Linked DNA regions of Pan troglodytes: region 1 is linked to region 2. Evidence: chromatin contacts called from public HiChIP or PLAC-seq data. All regions are on one chromosome and are shown on one strand. The core of a region is the stretch at or near the end of the contact, and the rest is flanking DNA. Distances in the headings are between cores, read along the strand shown.

Region 1 (6,013 bases), core at 1,071-3,570, 660 kb after region 2:
GTGTGGATCAGGTGCTTCCTATTGGGCTGGGCCTGCAGAGGGGACAAGAGGGGCCAGTCTTACAGCCACCCAGACCATACTTTCCACACACATGCACATGCGCACACACACTTGCACACACACACACACACACTTGCACACATATGCATGCACATGCCACCAGATCTCAGCCAGCACAGAAAGGCTCTCCCAGCCTTAGGTGGCTTATGCATTTTCTGAAACTAACTGTGGGAAAAGGGCTTGGGGAACCATCCCATGTGCCTGCACCAAATGCTGTGTGGGTGGGGCAGGACACAAGCCCTACACTGACACCTCCCAGAAATCAGGGAATCAGAGCTTGAGAGATTGTCCAGTAAAAGTTGGAACCCTCAACACCCCGTGACTCTGCCCAGGAGGAGCAACCTCCAAAGTCCCCCAAAACCTCCTCTCAGAGACCTGCCGAGTAGGAGGCTTCTCTCTCTACTCTCCTCCCCGCAAAAAAGAGGCCAGAAAAGAGGATGATTGGCTCAGAGGTGCCCTGATGGAGGGGAGCAGACAAGGGGACTTCCAAGGAGAATTCCCTAGCCCACCTGAAAGACCCCTACCCAGAGTGGTGAGGGGCAGCTTAGGAGCACTGACGCAAGGGGGAGAGACCAGGCTGGCTTCCCTTTGGTAGTAAGTTCCTGGGGTGTGCGCCCCTGCCCCAGACAGCAGAGAAATCGCCTGACTGGGAGATGGAGAAGAGGGGCCACCTTCTCATGCCACCCCGCCGCCAATCCTCCAGGCACACTCGGGCGCTTGACCTGCTGAAGCCTGGAGCCTCAGGTCCAGTGAGGAGCTCACGGGACAGAGGGCCCTACCAGAGCCACGAAAACCGGAGGGGGGGACCTCCGCCCAAGGCAGGCGTCTCTGCGCGCCCGCTGGGGCCCTGGTCCTGCAGTTGGCTTCTCCCGACACGTTCCTTCGCTGCCGAAAGCGATTCGCCCGCGCTCTATCGAGCCCAGCCAGCTCCTACCTCGGCCCGGGCGGCGAGCGCTGTCTCCGTCCCGAGAAGAAGTTTCGCGGCTGGTCCCGGGGCGGCAGGCGCACGGGACGCTGGCGGCAGCGGCGGCTTCGGACTTGGGCTCAGACCCCGCCGCTCCAGACAAGTCCCCGCGACTGCGACAGTGTCTCGGGCAGTTCAGCTCCCCAGACGGGAGACAGACCCTCGCGACCTGGTTCAGTCCTTGCCCTGGGGGACACTGCAGTCCAAGGCGAAAGGAGACTTGCTCCCGGCCTCTGGGTCCCTAGGTCAAGGCACCTCCCCGCCCCGCCGCCCCTGAGCCCAAGTCGCCAACCCCGCGCCGCGCGCAGCGAGGGATCAGAAGGTCTCGGACGCCGCGGCAGGGCCGGCCAGGGCCCCACGAGTTAGGGAGTTGCCCCGCACCCCTAAACGCTCAGCACCCATTTACGGTTGAAAGTACGCACTTGACGCGTCCGGGCGCCTCCGCGGTGAGTCGCGCCGCCGCTCTCGGGGTCCGCGAAGGTGGCTCAGTTCGGGCGCTCCAGTCTCGACGTTCCCGGGGTAGAGAGCAACGTCCGGGGACGAACGGGACGGGTGCGCCCAGCGGCCGGGGCTGCGCTGGGCGAGGCAAGCGGCGAGAGGGGAGCGCTCCGGCGTTCAGGCAACAGCTACCCCTAGTGGGAGAGCCGCCCGGGGCCGGCGCCGCCCCGCGCCCGCTGCCCCGCGCCCCACGCCCGTGGCGCCCCGCGCCCGGGTCGGCTGGGGGCGCAGGGCCGGCGCCGCTTTCCCCAGCTCTCCGGTCTCCGGCGCCCGGCGGTAACCCGCCCGCGGGCTCTGCCCTCCGCACCTCTCAGCCGGGCCCCGGCGGCCGCTGACCCAGGAACCGCGGCGCCCCGCTGGAACGAGATGGGACGGGGCGGGCGCGGCCAGGGCGGCGCGGGCTGGGGCGGCGCGCGGCAGCCTCGGGCAGCGGCGGGGGGCGCGGAGCGCGGTGTGCGTGGCGGGGCGGTGCGGGGGGCGGCCGTGTGCGAGGCGCGAGTGTGAGCGCGCGCGGGAGGCGGGCGGGCGGGCTCCGGCAGGCGAGCGGCGCCCGCGGGCGAGCCAGGAAGGCGGCGGGAACGCAAAGTTGCCTCCTCGCTGGCCCGCGTCCTCGGTGGGGCTGGAGCCGGGGCCACCGAAGCGGCGGCCGCGGACCCGGCCTCCCGCGGCACCTGGGCAGCGGCCCCGCACGAGCGGCAGCGGCGTGGGCGGCGTTGGCGGCGGCGCGCGGGAAGCGAACCGGAGCTCCGGCGCGGCTCGGCGGCCGCCGGGGAGCTCGGCTCAGGTGCGCGGCGAGGGGGGCGCGGGCCGGAGCCAGGCGGCGGGGACCAGGGCGGCGCGCAGCGCTCGCGCCAGCTGGAGGACCTCCCCAGCGGACGCCCAGGTCCCTGGTCGGGCTCCCGGTCCCCAGCGGCAGCGGCTACCGGAGTCCCCCGCCCCCGAGAGCTGGCTGCGGGGCCCGGGCCCGCCCCCACCGGCCCCAGGCCCGGCCGCTCCGCCCTCCGCCCGCCTGCGCCCGCCCTCAGCCCAAGATTTCTAGGGCATTGGCCGCGCTGCTGGGTGATCCCTCCGGGCTCAAGTTGCAAGGGGGCGGGCCGGGTCGGAGGTGGAGTCTCCCGCCAATTGAAGCCTCCGCTATAAATTGAACTCCCTGCACTGCCGAAGCCCAGATGCCTCGCCAGGCCGCGTCGCGGTTGGTGGTCGGAGAGGGCGAGGGGTCCCAGGGGGCTTCGGGGCCTGCAGCCACCATGCTCCGCTCCCTGCTGCTTCACTCCTTGAGGCTCTGCGCCCAGACCGCCTCGTGCCTCGTGCTCTTCCCGCGCTTCCTCGGCACGGCCTTCATGCTCTGGCTTCTCGATTTCTTGTGTATCCGCAAGCATTTCCTGGGCCGCCGCCGCCGGGGGCAGCCCGAGCCCGAAGTGGAGCTCAACAGTGAAGGCGAGGAGGTGCCCCCCGATGACCCGCCCATCTGCGTGTCCGACGACAATCGCCTGTGCACCCTGGCGTCGCTCAAGGCGGTGTGGCATGGCCAGAAGTTGGATTTCTTCAAGCAGGCGCACGAGGGTGGTCCGGCGCCCAACTCCGAGGTGGTTCTGCCCGACGGCTTCCAGAGCCAGCACATCCTCGACTACGCGCAAGGGAACCGCCCGCTGGTTCTCAATTTCGGCAGCTGCACCTGACCACCGTTCATGGCGCGCATGAGCGCCTTCCAGCGCCTGGTCACCAAGTACCAGCGCGACGTCGACTTCCTCATCATCTACATCGAGGAAGCGCACCCCTCCGACGGCTGGGTCACCACGGACTCTCCCTACATCATCCCACAGCACCGGAGCCTGGAGGACCGGGTCAGCGCAGCGAGGGTACTGCAGCAAGGTGCACCCGGCTGTGCTCTGGTCCTCGACACCATGGCCAACTCCAGCAGCTCGGCCTATGGCGCCTACTTCGAGCGTCTCTATGTCATCCAGAGTGGCACTATTATGTACCAGGGCGGCCGTGGCCCCGACGGCTACCAGGTCTCTGAGCTGCGCACTTGGTTGGAACGCTATGATGAGCAACTGCACGGCGCTCGGCCCCGGAGGGTGTAAACATCCAACGGACAATTGACTGAACTTGGTGGGCTGGGCCTTCGAGCCTTCGAAGCCCACGTGCAAGCGCCTCAAACCAAGTCACGCTTGGCGAGGCCCCAGTGACACTGATGTGCTGAGCCACCATTTCAGACTGAGTCTGCACCCTCAGCCACATGAACAATCTCCCCTACCTCCCTGGGACTCTGCTTCTGTAACTGTCTCATTCACACCTGCCTGGCTCACTGGAAATCCTCTTTTGAGCGCGGGATATGGCTTGCCCTTGTCCGTGTGCCCCCAGGACTTTGCCTCTACAGCATTTTCTTACACCCCCTCCCCAGCGTGCCCTCAGCCAAGTGCTTTGGCCCGGTGCTTCCCGCAACTGCACAGAGACCTTGGCCACGCCCGCGCGCCCTGAGCGCAGCTGGGTTCCAGGAGACTCTCAGCTCAGCTGAGCTAGTTGCCTGGCACCCACCTGTCGCGCGCGGAGAGGGGGTTCCCTGTTGCTTTTGTGTCTGTTTCCTGTCCCTGGTAGGGGAAGTGATGTCGGGGATGGGGAGGGGGTGGGCAGGGTAGTTTCCCCCGCTTGTTTTGGGTGCACAGGAGCCCCACTGCTGATGACGAACTATCTCTAACTGGTCTTGACCACGAGCTAGTTCTGAATTGCAGGGGCCTCAAAGCAGCACCTAAACCTTGAGGGGGAGGGTGCTCTGGGTTTCCGTGAGGTAACCACCTTAAATGGGAGGGAAGTTGGGGTGTCTGCTTTGGGACCAGAGGAAGATAGCTTGAGAGGCATTGGCGAGGTTCGCAGCGCCCCAGGGAGAGAGAAAAAGCGGAGACTCCTGGGGAATGACGTTGGGGTGATGGAGTCCGGGGAAAGAGAGGTGGGGGGAGAGCCTGAGGTCCCCAAGTGAGGGGAGTCCTAGGCAGAGCTGCTGATTGTGGGGCTGGGAGGTGGAGGGCCCCTGATTCGAAGGCCATTTGGTGAGTGTTTTGCTGGAAATATTTCCTGTATATAAACTTCTTTCAATCTACAATAATAAAGGCTTGAGGTAAACTGCTTTCTGGTTGCCTTTGGTCCCTTTATTTTCTTTTCCCTCTGAATAGCGGCAGGAATTAAACACAAATCCCTCCCTCGCGTCCCCGTAGTGACCTTGGGAAGCGGGACGGGAAGGAGCCTAGGCTGGCAGGGGCGCTAGAGGAGGATGGAGGAGGAAGAGGGTCTGCGGCGGTGCCCGGGGCGCTCCTACAACCGCACGCACCCACCTGGACGGGGAACTTAGCTGCGGGAGAAGAGCGAGGTAGCGGAGCGCCGCGGGATCCTGGAAAGCGGCGGGAGAGGCAAGGGGGTCCTCTCTTGCTCCCGCGCGCGCACACACAGACCGAACAGATGCAGCTGCCCCTGCAGCCGCCGGTCTAACTTAACTGAGTATCCGGCGGTGTGTGGAGGGGGTTGGGTGAGGTGGAGGGCGAGAGGGGCTTTGGACCCGGTACAGCCTGGCTCCCGACCGCTGCAGGCACCACTGCGCACCTGACTCCTCCCTGGCCCCCTTCCGGCACCTGCAACCTTGCCTCTTGCCCACCCGCTCCAGGCAGCTGAGGTCCGCGGGAGGCGCGCCTTGGCAGAGGGGCGCCCTCACTCCAGCTGCGGCTCCTACTGCCGGGCCAGCGTGCTGCTGGGTGCGCCCCCTGCCCAGGACCCCCCCTCCTCCTGTCCCTCCTCCGCTTCCCCAAGCTCCAGTCAAACCCCACCACCCGCTCCGGGCTGGGAAGCAGAGGTGGGAGGCCGCTGGGATGAAGAGAGAGAGACCAGGGAGAGGTGAATGGTGGATTCCAGGGCTGGGGCGGGGATTCGGGGCCTTAGGCACAGGTCCCCTCTTGCAGTCACGGCCAGGGGCTCGCTCTCGCGCAATCCCCGCCCTCACTGTCTCGCCTGTTGCTCCCGGAGTGAGGGCGACCCGGGGGGCGCGGGATTAGCTTAGCCCGCAGCCCCTGTGCCAGCGAAACCTTGAACATGAAGTGAAAGGTGGGGGACACAGTGAAAGCCGCTGAGGCGGGAGTGTACGGATCCAGGTGAGGGGACTGGGCACGGCAACTTCCCTGGCGCGCCAGGACAATGCCTGGGAACCCAGGACTGTCAGGGTCGCCGGGGGTGGGGGTGAGTAGTGTCGGTTTGCGCGCTTGGATGTGAGCGCGGGTGTACATGGCAGGGTTGGGTAGGGGCGCAGAGGGGCGCGGCAGGCAGGATGGAAGAGACGCCCCCGTTCAGCCAACGGCGTCCCTAATTCTGCGCCCAGCCCCCACGCTGCTCCTCCGTAAAAACTTTTTGAAACTGACATCCTAAATTTGTGGATTTTTTTTTTCCTTTAAAAGTATCTCAATTGAAAAATAACTTTAAAGAAAAATTTGGCACCCACGAAATTTCTGC
Region 2 (5,252 bases), core at 1,587-4,086:
ACGATGCTGCCCCCCCACGGCGGGTCGGAGCAGCTGTGGCGACCCCAGGGCTGACAGATTGGGTTGTCAGGAGCAGGACAATGAGGCGGCAGTGAGGATGGGCTCCATCCTTGAATGACTCTGCCCTCCTTGAAATTTTTCTGCTCCATGGAGGTGCATCTCTGCCCCCGAGGACCTTGGGCATTTCACGGACAAGGAGCCCTGGCTGGCCTCGCAGCCATCCCCCATATGCACACACGCACACGCACAGACACGCGCGCACACACACATGCTGAGTGCCTGCATTGGGAACAAAAGGCAGAAAACTCCTTTGGAAACTGCAGAACAGAGGCTTGTCTAGCAGAGGTCCCCTGATAAAGGCTCTGTCCACCCACAGTTCCTGGGAACTGAACCCCTGTGAATGGGCCAGGAGAGGCAGCTCCCGACTCCCGTGTGGGCTGCATTCATCAGCAGGCCGGCCCCCCAGCCCTGTCACTGTGTGAGGAGCTTTCATGAGTCCACTGAACATGTAAGTCACAGTCTGGCAGCTGGCTGCATCTGTGGTTGCTGCTCAGCCTCCAGAAAAGGGCCCCTCAACCTGCCAGACCTCCTCGCTCCTTCCACTCACTCTGCCAGCCTGTTGCCCCAGAGAGGACACAGGCCAGCCTCTGTGGGCTCAGGAGCCAGGGCAGGTGCTTGGCCACTTTAGGTGTTCTGGCCCTCAAGAGGGGAGTTGGCAGCAGGACAGTCCCCACCTCCCCCGACCAGCCCTGGGCACTCAACCCCATTCTCTGCTCCTCTCCCTCATTGCCTTATTGGGACAGAGGCACCCCGCCAACCATCTCTGTGCCTTTGCCATTTAGCCCAGGGCAAGCTACTCGGGAGAGGCCAAATGGCCTCATACTGACCCCTGCCTGGTCTCCTCTGGCCACCTCGCTCACTTGCCCGCTTGCCTGCTCAGGAGTTGGTGCTGTGGGAGCTTCTCAAAGGCCTAAACATGTGGGCTGCCAGCCTGGGCAGGAAACCGTGCTGCAGCCTTCTCAGCCAAGCACTGGCCTGCCTCTCTCCCCTCGGATGCCTCCTGTAACAGGGAGCTCCCTCTCTCCCCAGGCAGCCTGCTCAGGGCTCGCACGCAGAGCTGCTTTGCTGAGCCCTCCCCTGCCTTTTGCATCTGCCTCCTCGGCTGTGCAGCAGCCCTCTTGCCCCCTCTGCCCTCCGATCTCTGCAGGCTGTGGGCTCCCTCTCTTTTCAGTCCTCTCCTTTCTGTGCTGAATGGCAATACCCCCACCAATGGTGGGAACAGGATTGGGCGCCTCTACACCTGTCCTAACACCTCTGTCTCTGTTCTTTTAGACCTGGGACAGAGCCCTTTGCCCTGCTGTTCTAAAAGCCCAGGGGAGGGCGTGGTGCTCCCCGCCTGGGGCCAGCTGCTCCATGTCTATCTCTTGAGCGGCTTCTCAGCCCTCTTGGGTTTTCTATGGCCCCTTTTCCAGTTGCTAGGGAGAACACTCTGTATGCAGCCCCCTGCCTTTTCTGCAGGAGCTGCTGGCCTCCTGGCCAGCCCTGGTCAGCCCTGCAGTAGCAGCAGCAGCAGCAGCAGTAGGCAGCCACAGCAGGGCTGGGGGCTCCCGAGCCAGGCAGACCGGCTTGACTCCCTGCTCTCTAGCTGCGAGACAATTCCCTTTACTTTTCAGACTCGGCTTTTCCCCTGTGAAATGGAGATGAGAGTTTCTCCGTCACTGGCTTGAAGTGAGGACTAAATGAGATAAGTGTAGGCTTGCACACATCAGACACTTCATAAATGCTTGTGGAGTAGACGGTGGGACCCAGGGAGGGAGAGAGAGGTATGTAACAAGTGTCGCAAGAGAGAAAACAGCCTGGCCTTTCAAGACCCTGCTCCCAATACAAACGGGAACCTCTCCTGGCAGAGTCCCCTCTGCTGGCTTAATCGCACAAATCAAGTCAGCCGGAGGCAGCCCCCGGCCTGTGGAACTCACAGTAGATGCAGCAGGCAGCATAAATGACATGCAGAGCCCACATCTGCATTTAATAGACCGAGAATTTGCATTGTATATAACAGCACGAGGGGTAAAGCATGAAGGCATAAAGGAACAGTTTTTCCCGGCGGCTTCCTTGAAGGGCCAGCTTAGACAGGGGTCTGGGGAGGAGAAACTCAGCGGGGTCTGGGCATCCCATAGACTATGGGACAGACATCCATCCATGCACTCATTCTCCAAGCCACCACAGTGTACCTACCTTCCCCCGGCCCAGTCCCAAGCGTGAGGCTGGGGATGAAGTGATGCCGGTGGCTTAGTGATGCCGGTGGCTTCCTGTCCTCGAAGCTCAGTCGGTCTGGTGGGGGAAACAAACAGGGAATAAGACACTGGAAATTGAGGTGATCAAGAGGGGGTGCAGGCATGGAGATTTATGGAGCCCCGTCTTGGAGCCAAGTCCCGAACTGGGCTGTCTGCAAAGAACTCACCAGGGCAATAACCCTGCACACTGGTCTCATGAGCCCCATTAGATTGATGAGGAAACTGAGGCACAGAAAGGCAAAGTCCTATACTCACCGTCTCTCAGCTGGTGTGAGGCTGGGCCAGGATGGAACCCCAGACTCTCCGAGGCTCCCCACCACACCCTGCTGCTGAAGGCTGCTCAGCGAGGCTGTGCCGAGTGCTGGGGGGGTGTGGGTGGGCAGGGGACGGATTGATTAGTTATAAGCACCTCCCAGCGGTGCTTGAGATCCCAGCTCCTCTGTGGCCCAATCCGTTTGAAGGGCAGATTCAAAATTAGGTGGTAGCACCTATGGGCAGAGGCTTATGAAAATGGCATTATTAACCTGATGTGGAGAGGGCCCTGCCTGTCTGCAAGTAGATTGCAGATAGAGACGGAGGGGGCTGGGCTTGTTTGTGTGGACAGTGAGTTAGAGAGGACGGAGAACATCCAGGGGCCCTCCAGGGCTTCCGGACGGGGAGAACCAGATCTGGAGGGGTTGGGGCTGGACAAGTGGGAGGGGGAAGAGGGGGCACGTCTTAAGGGTGCCCCGGCACCTCAGGGAAATGCCCCAGGCTGGACTTGGTGGAGGATCTCCAGCCTTGACTCTGACACAGACAGGGACTATGGCCCTCCCCGCACCTCGGTTTCCCATCTGTGAGATAAGAGATGGAAACCAAACGTCATTTCGAGAAAAGCCCCCATTCCCACCACCTTCCTGGCCCCCCCTTCCCCCACCACCACAATCACGTTTGCCAGACACCTGTCTGCTTGTCAGAGCAATATTCAACAGGAGAGTTCCTTCGCTTCCTTCCTGGAGGGAGAAGGGAGAGGTGTGGACGGGGAGAGGGGAGGGGAGAGGTGCCCCCCACTCAGAGAGGCCGCTGAGCAGAGTTCTGCATCGGGTAGGAGTTGGGCCACCGAAGATTTGTGCCAACTCACGGTGCGGTGGAATCAGACAGTCTGAATTCTTCAGACACCAGCCAAGAGTCTGTGGCGCCCCCACGTGCCACAAGGGGGCTGCCTGGGCCACATTTCTGAGCCCGAAAAGTGAGGAGGGGGACAGTCAAGAGGGACCGGCGCTTTTGCTCTGGCAGCGGCGCTTTTAACTGCGACAGATGCGTGCGGCGCAGAGCCGGCCGTGCCGGGGCTGGGGGCTGCTGGGCGGGGGTGGTCGGGGCGGGGGGCGGGGGCTGCAGGTTGCGCCCCTCCCTCACAGACGGCTGCGCTGCAATGCAGCAGGCTGCGGGAGCTGTCCCGGGAGCTGTCCTGTCCGGTGGCCGGCTTTCCAAAGTGGGGAATGAGAGATGAGGGAGGGAGCACTTCCAGGCGCTGCGTGGTGGCCAGGCGCCCAGGAAGCCGAGGGGCCCGAGACTGCAGCGGGGCCAGAAAGAGAAGAGTAGGGGAGGAGGCCGGGAGTGGTGGATGGACCAGGGGGTAGAGGGAGGTGGGTGTGGACCTGGGGTCGGGCGCCAGTCAGCTTGCAGCCTATGAAGGACGGAAAGGAGGGCTACAGAGATAGGGGAAGAGTGGGGCTGAGGATAGCCAGAGCGGCTTGGCACACAGTTTTAGGGTAAAAGCATCAACTCTTATCTTTCCAAAAGAAATAAAAAAGCCAAAAAAAAAAAAAAAAAAAAAGGGCATTTGAAAGCTAGACAGCTGAATCCTTCCCAGCATGACTGAGCCGGTCACTCCAGGGTCTTCCTTCAAAGCGTGTCTAATGGGAGACAGCGTTGTCCCAGTAACCAAATTGGGACCAGAGTCCCAGGGAAGGGCTCATCAGGTGGCCGCTCTGCCTTGAAGAGTGGTACCCTCAGGCCCTTTTCCAGCCAGGGAAGGGCCTGGGGGTCAGGGAGAGAGCTGGAGGGCTCGGGGAGGCAGGGACTGGGAGGGAGAGTGGGGAGAGGAGCGCTGGGGGCTGCAGGAGGGTCTCTGGGCAGCTGGCGGGTGTCTGTTCCGCAACACTCTGCACCCTGGTACATCGTCCTCCGTCCACTCAACGTGGAATGATTCTCTTCCCTCTGGATCCAGCCCCTCTAGTTCCCTTTTCACTTTGAGGCATTTGCCACCTGTGAATCAGTTCCCTGCTACTCCAGAAAATTTCTCTCATACCCCAGGCCCCTCTGTTCTTTTAAATGGCACCCTTCACCCCCAGCCCTTCATCTTCTGCACTGTATTTTCACTTGTTGATTTAAAAATCCCTTTATTATGGGAAATTGCAAACAACACAAAAGTAGAGAAAATAGTACATATTTTTACTGTTTACTCAATTTTCATATTGCCATTAACCGGAAACAGTTGCCATCAAACCCTGGCCCCTCTTGTTTCATCTAAACCCTAAACTGTCCCTCTACTCCCACTGCCCAACCCCTACCCCTGGACTATTTCGAAGCAAATTTCAGACACCATCCTGTTTCCTCTGAGCATTTTTTAGTTTGTATCTCTAAATAAGAAGCTTTTGTTTCTTAAAAATAAAACCACAATACCATTATCACAAGTTAAAAAATTAATAGCCTTTCCTTAATATCATCCACCATCTATGTAGCATTCCAATATTCTTGATTGACTCATAAATTTCTTTTACAGTTGGCTTGGTCAAGTCAGTGTTCAAACTATCTCCTGCTCTTTCAAGGGGATCTGGGGCTCTAGAAGGTAAGTATGGCTACACATTTAGGGATTGAATATCTGCCTGGACCTTAAATGAGAAACTCAACCTCAGCAAACCTCAGTGTTCTCACTGAAAATGGGGCAAGTTCTGGGTCTCTCCTTGGGTCATTGAG

The links. HiChIP or PLAC-seq counts read pairs in DNA pulled down with a chosen protein or histone mark.
Region 1: a contact with region 2 is called in an H3K4me3 HiChIP or PLAC-seq map of stem cell-derived excitatory neurons, with 17 times the contacts expected there. The contact joins the promoter of DIO3 here to the promoter of RTL1 in region 2. A contact is called at or near these places in 1 of 7 Hi-C or Micro-C datasets (stem cell-derived neural progenitor cells) and 1 of 1 datasets of contacts at active chromatin or transcription factors (stem cell-derived excitatory neurons).

The regions. Positions count from the first base shown.
Region 1 is chr15:99,574,167-99,580,179 of NHGRI_mPanTro3-v2.0_pri, forward strand. It overlaps DIO3 (iodothyronine deiodinase 3), which reads left to right and starts at 2,321. Exons shown (of 1, transcript XM_003314506.5): 1 at 2,321-4,648. The coding sequence starts at 2,692. The coding sequence ends at 3,606. It overlaps MIR1247 (microRNA mir-1247), which reads right to left and starts at 1,617; the gene lies at 1,483-1,617. LOC129137012 (a long non-coding RNA gene) reads right to left here and starts at 1,702. Exons shown (of 3, transcript XR_008539161.2): 1 at 1,447-1,702; 2 at 995-1,220; 3 at 1-32.
Region 2 is chr15:98,909,087-98,914,338 of NHGRI_mPanTro3-v2.0_pri, forward strand. RTL1 (retrotransposon Gag like 1) reads right to left here and starts at 2,837. Exons shown (of 3, transcript XM_520846.8): 1 at 2,236-2,837. LOC104002164 (a long non-coding RNA gene) reads left to right here. Exons shown (of 30, transcript XR_010151034.1): 3 at 5,059-5,124.